Regions from separate parts of the Pan troglodytes genome. Here region 1 is linked to region 2. Evidence: chromatin contacts called from public HiChIP or PLAC-seq data. All regions are on one chromosome and are shown on one strand. Each heading gives the region's core, a stretch centred on a gene start, on an enhancer-like site or on the middle of the called end of the contact. The rest is flanking DNA. Distances are from core to core; before and after follow the strand shown. Region 1 holds the start of FAAP100 (FA core complex associated protein 100). Region 2 holds the start of TEPSIN (TEPSIN adaptor related protein complex 4 accessory protein).

What was found. HiChIP or PLAC-seq counts read pairs in DNA pulled down with a chosen protein or histone mark.
Region 1: an H3K4me3 HiChIP or PLAC-seq map of stem cell-derived excitatory neurons shows a contact between it and region 2, with 3 times the contacts expected there. The contact joins the promoter of FAAP100 here to the promoter of TEPSIN in region 2. A contact is called at or near these places in 1 of 7 Hi-C or Micro-C datasets (induced pluripotent stem cells) and 1 of 1 datasets of contacts at active chromatin or transcription factors (stem cell-derived excitatory neurons).

What each region holds. Positions count from the first base shown.
Region 1 is chr19:94,955,722-94,958,421 of NHGRI_mPanTro3-v2.0_pri, forward strand. It overlaps FAAP100 (FA core complex associated protein 100), which reads right to left and starts at 1,403. Exons shown (of 8, transcript XM_063799427.1): 1 at 1,306-1,403.
Region 2 is chr19:94,634,183-94,636,929 of NHGRI_mPanTro3-v2.0_pri, forward strand. TEPSIN (TEPSIN adaptor related protein complex 4 accessory protein) reads right to left here and starts at 1,485. Exons shown (of 13, transcript XM_016933144.3): 1 at 858-1,485. The coding sequence starts at 905. NDUFAF8 (NADH:ubiquinone oxidoreductase complex assembly factor 8) reads left to right here and starts at 1,165. Exons shown (of 3, transcript XM_016933153.3): 1 at 1,165-1,319; 2 at 1,440-1,554. The coding sequence starts at 1,236.

The DNA.
Region 1 (2,700 bases), core at 153-2,652, 320 kb after region 2:
AAGAGTGCTGGGGGCAGGGGCTCCAGATAATCGGGCAGGGATGGCGGCCGAGGCTTTAGAGCTGGCGGCAGCCCGGGTCCCCAAGCGCGATGAGGTGGGGCTGCTCGCTCTGAAGCAGTCCGGGGGCAGCAGGAGTGTGCGGGAGGGAGGCCGCGGGCCCGCCCTCACCTGCTCCTGCCCGGGTGGTCCAGCGACAGGCAGTAAAGGCCCCTCCGGGCGCACAGCGCGTACAGCAACCTGCGCGGCGCCAGCAGCTCCAGGTGCCACACCTGGTCGGGGAACCGGAACGCCGCCTGCGGACCGGGGCGCGGGTCAGGCCGACGCGACGCGCGGGCCCGCGGTCTTCATTTTCACGCGAACCGCCGCCCCCGCCCGGTCCCTCCCGCCCCCGCGGGCCGGCGCTCACGGTCAGCAGCCCGCCCTCCTGGTCGTACACGTAGACGAGCTCGCTCCCGGTGGACAGGAAGACCTCTGCCTCATGGCACAGCACGCGGGGCTTGCCCGCCGCCAGGCCCCCGAGAGGGCAGCAGAAGCCCGCCAGGTAGCGGACCCGCGGCGCGGCGCCGGCCATCGTGCGCGCGGGCCCGTCAGAGTGAGAAGCCCCGGCCGCGCGGCGGCGGCTCCGCCTCGGAGCGCTTTACGGCAGCCCGCTGTGCGGCGCGACCTCCGCCGTAAAGCGGTCGGCGGTGCCGGGGGCGGGCCGTAAAGGACGCGCTGCAGGGACTCCGGGAGCTGGGGCGGCCGCTGGGACCCGCGGGGAGCAGGGGAGCCTTCCTAGGGGCCGCGGCACCGTGCCGCAGGTCGAGGTTGACCCGGCCGGGCTGGTGGGGGCCCTCGGCGGCTTCATGGCCCCGGCTGCTGCACGGGTTCCCCAGGGTGGGGAAGCGGGTCCTGGCCGAGCGGAGGTTGCTCTTGGGCGGGGCGTCTCCCCGGAGCAAGCGCTCAGCTACTAGGGCTTTTGCGTAAACGCCTCGATTCTCTGGGCTCTCGGAGAGCAGCTGGGTCCTGTCGGAGCGCACTCCAGCCGGGGACGGGGTGGGGCAACGCCGGCTCTTGTCGTCCTAGGGATGGGTCTCTGCCCTGTGCTCTGCGAGCCGCCCCCACGTTCAGGGCCCAGCGGAGTGAGCCAGCTTAGGTGGAAGTGCGTCCCTCCCTCCGTGGCTGAACACGTGGGGACAGGGAGTACACCAATGGGGTTTCTGGGTTGGGGGCAGAGGACAAGAAAATGACTGTGAGCCAGGGCAAGATACCTCCACCCTTTCCCTCCTGGCAGCTCTCCACTTCCTCCAGGAGAGAAGTACTGACCAGAGAACGCCCGTGGAGGGGCCTGCAGTACGGATACCTGCTCCATGCCCGGAAGAGAGCGGAAACCAGGCACACCATTCACAAGTAAATGACCAAGGAACCCCGCCCCCGGCCCGCCTCCCTCCGTTTAAGAAGCCAATCTGAAGAGCGCTAAGGCCAGACACCCTCGAGGGAGAGTCTAGGGGCAGGGCTGCAAAACTGGGCTTGGAAGTTAGGCAGACATCGTGGAGTCCGGGTGCACCTGCTGGAGCACAAAGCACCACTTGCAGACATCCTGACCGCCCCCCTTTGAGGTTGGGGTGGGGACTGACCCCAAGGCAACGGGGATGTCTGATTCTGAATGTTGGGTTAGACAGACTCAAGTGCGGCACCTGGAGTCAGTTCCTTGCTCCTCTCTTCTCGCCAGGGCTGCTCTGAAGGTGTTTGGGCTGGAAATGCTGTCTTTGATGCTGGGGAGTGGGGAGTGGGGAGTGGGGAGAGGAGGGCCAGGTGCATCTCATTTGGCCTTCAGAGTCAGGAAGTCAGATGCCGCATCGTTGTGAATTTCCCCACAGGGATCCTCCGCTGGTCTTCTGACCGAATTTCCCCACAGGAATCCGCAGGTCTTCTGACTGCTAGTTTTAACCCTCTGAAGCCTTGTGAGTCACTCGCTCACACACACCAACCCCATCCAGTCCTCCCAGGCCATCTCTTCCATACGGATGGTAACATGCCAAGACTGTCCTAGAGGAAATGATCACGATCACGTGGAGGAGGAAACGGACGTGGGAGAAGGCCCGCCAAACCAGCAGCCTCACCCCGCGGTTTACTCCGCTGCCCACCCCACTCTGCTCCGGGGGCTGGCAGGCTTTTGGCCCCACGCCAAGCCCAGCTCCTCCTATCTGCAACAAGATTTATGATCAGTAGTCATGTGGGGGACCTTAAGCATGGATCCCAGGGGAAAGGGGGTGAGTTAGACACAAGCGAAGGGCTGAAGGCCGGCTCTCCATCAGCTGCTGGGCTGTGCCGTGCCCCACCTGTACTTGGTGAAGAGTGATGAGGGCTGAGGCAGCCTTTCTGTCCGTGGGTGTGGAAGATGCACACACTCCTAGCGGAAGCCTTCGAGACAGCAGCGCAGACCGCTGGACACTGCGTTTCTATGCCCAACTTGGAGGTGGTATCATCTCCCTAAGCACGAATTATATGAAGGAGTCAATTTAGGTCAGACTGAGGGGAGAAAAACCATGAAGCTTCAGGCTGTGTTGAGGGCGAGGAGGGCTGGGCCTTGAGGGACCTCTCCTCAGAGCAGCACAGCCCAATAAGGAGAACACAGCAGGAAGGTGAGGCAGGGACCCAGGAACCCGACTTCTCCCTTTTTTTTTTTTTTTTTTTTTTTGACACACACAGGTTCTCACT
Region 2 (2,747 bases), core at 235-2,734:
TAGTGACAACATACGAAAACGTGGACCTGAAGTGTTTCCCGAGGCTGTGGACACGCATCACTGACACTATTTGCCCACCAAGCCCTAAGGGGAGCTACTGAGGTTTGCAGGTGACAGCTGACAACTGCAGAACGCAGCACAGAACGACTATGTCGAAACCTTGCACTGAGAGCCTTGACCAACCCTAGCGTGGCTTCTGGCAGCCCAAGGTCACGCCCTGGGACCACCCAGCCCCCTCTGAGGTCCAGCCCAGGAAAGCTCAGGGCTGACAAAAGAGGGCAGTTTGCTCAGGACGACACCTGGGAACTCGCCCCGGCCTCTACTTCTCAGAGGGTTTACTAAGAGGGGCTTACAATGGTGCGTCCTTCTCTGTCCCTTCGAGATGTCTGTGTTCTCTGCAACCCAGGGGTGCCTCTCCAGGACCGGAGTCCTCTGAAACGCCACCGTCAGGGAGGACGGCGGGCTGCCAGCCCATCTGGGCGCCAGCAGCACGGACACAGCGGCTCCACGTCCACCGGGTCCGCCGCTCCTTCCCTCCCGTCGGAGGCCACTGAATGCTGGCCGAGGCCTGTTCGTTCCCCCAGGGTCTGGCTGTGCCCATCGCCCTTGCGCTCGGCGGGTCCGGCTTGGAAGGCCCGGCTTGGAAGGCCCGGCTTGGAAGGCCCGGCTTGGAAGGCCCTGGGACGGCGCGGCGGGCGGGCAGGCAGCTCAGGGGCGTCGGCGCGGGCGAAGGGGCCAGGAGCAGCTACCCGGCGCGGAGACGCAAGGTCAATGGCTCCAGCCTGGGGCGAGTCCGGGGAATGCGGCGCTCGAGAGGAGCCGTGGGACCGGGGCCCGGGCGGACCGCCCTCACTCACCCGGTGTAGAAAGCTCAGGCGGTCCCGTAGCGGCGGCGCGGCAGCCATGATCCAGGTCCCCTCCCGGTCTGCCCCGCTTCCGCCAGGCCCGGGCCCTCCAATCACTGCGCGGGTCTGGGTCCGCCGACCAATCCCTCACGGTAGGGCGGGCCCTGAGGTTGGCTTCGTAAACAATTGGAGCCTAGGCCAATCCGAAGTCCCAGAGCACAGACAGACTAGGACAAGAGCCAATTGCAGGGGCTCGAGGCCAGGCAAAGCCTGGCCAATTAAGAAGTTCAGGAAAGGTTATGGGCGGAAGCGCCGACCTATCAAACTGTTTGACACCGGAAGAGGACGGACCTAAGATGGCGGCCTCCAGGGGGCTGGGAATAGCCGCTCATGTCGGCTAACGGAGTGGTGTGGGGCCGCGTGCGAAGCCGCCTCCGCGCCTTCCCCGAGCGGCTGGCCGCCTGCGGGGCCGAGGTGAGGAGCCGCGGGCGGGCCAGTGCTGCGGGGCAGGAGGAGCCGCGCGGGGAGGTGACTGGGAGGGAGGGCGGTGACGGGGTCAGGGGACCCCACGACCCACGCCCGTCCTTTCCGCAGGCCGCGGCGTACGGCAGGTGCGTGCAGGCCTCCACGGCCCCGGGCGGCCGCCTGAGTAAGGACTTTTGCGCGCGGGAGTTCGAGGCCCTGCGGAGCTGCTTCGCCGCCGCGGTAGGTGGGCGCGGGCCCCTTCCCCCCTTCCCAGCCCTTCCCCTCCAAGAGCCAGCGGGCCCCGGCTTTCCTTTGCTTTCCCGTTGGTTCAAGGTTTGAGCGCCTGCCGCGTGCTTTAGACGCCGGCTGACAAAATCACCGAGCCATCGACGAGCCCGCGAAACCTCGGCCGTCCTGGGCTTGTCCCTGCATGTTTGTAAAGCGGGACTGGCACCAACCTCAGAAAGGATGGGAGATGTGTGCAAAAAAGCGCCTTGTAAAACGCGTAAGCTTTCGTGTTAGCACTGCCGCCGAGGGGTGTCATGCCAGGATTGACCCAACACAGGACTCCCGGAAAGTGCCCAGCACCTTCCGGGTCTTCACCTCCCTGGCACTTGCAGCCCCTGTGCACCTGCGGTGGTGGATTCCTTCAGCACGTGTCCTGCCGGGAACCCCCAGCCACCCTCACAACTGGCACGATAGGGCTTCTTGCCCGTGGGGCTTTAAGTCATTCTGAGGCTGGTTCCCTAAGAGTCAGCCGCACCGGGTACCACCTCAGTGTATCTGGGTAGGCCTTGATGCCAGTGCTGACTCTGTTTACTGGGAGCTGTTAATCCGGAGATTTGGACCAGAGAAAGGGTATTTGAACAAGAGCTCCACGGCCTTCATCCCTACCCGGCCCCAGCAGCCTTGGATCCAGGGGTGGGTGACTCATCAGAAGTTGCACTTTTTGCTGGGTATGGTGACGCGTGCCTGTAATCCTACCACTTTGGGAGGCTGAGGCGGGTGAATTGCTTAGGCCTAGAAGTTTGAGACCAGCCTGGGCAACATATGGAGACCCCGTCTCTACAAAAAAAAAAAAAAGAAAGAAAGAAAGAAAAAAAAATTAGCCAGGCATGGTGGTGTAGTCCCAGTTACTTGGGAGGCTGAGGTGGGATGATCACTTGAACCTGGGAGGTGGAGGTTGCAGTGAGCCGAGATCACGCTGCTGTACTCCAGCCTAGGCGACAAAGTGAGACTGCATCTCAAAAAAAAAAAGGGGGGGGGGGGGCTCCTGCCTTCCCTTTATGAGAGCTTGAGACCAAATGTGGCATCTCGTGGGGGCTCAGAGGAGGGGGCAGCAGTGAGTTCTGTGATGGTGTCATGAGGCCCTTGTCCCGTGGACAAGTGACCCAGAGAACCTGCCCATGGGGCCCCAGGCTCCAACCAGTCGAGCCC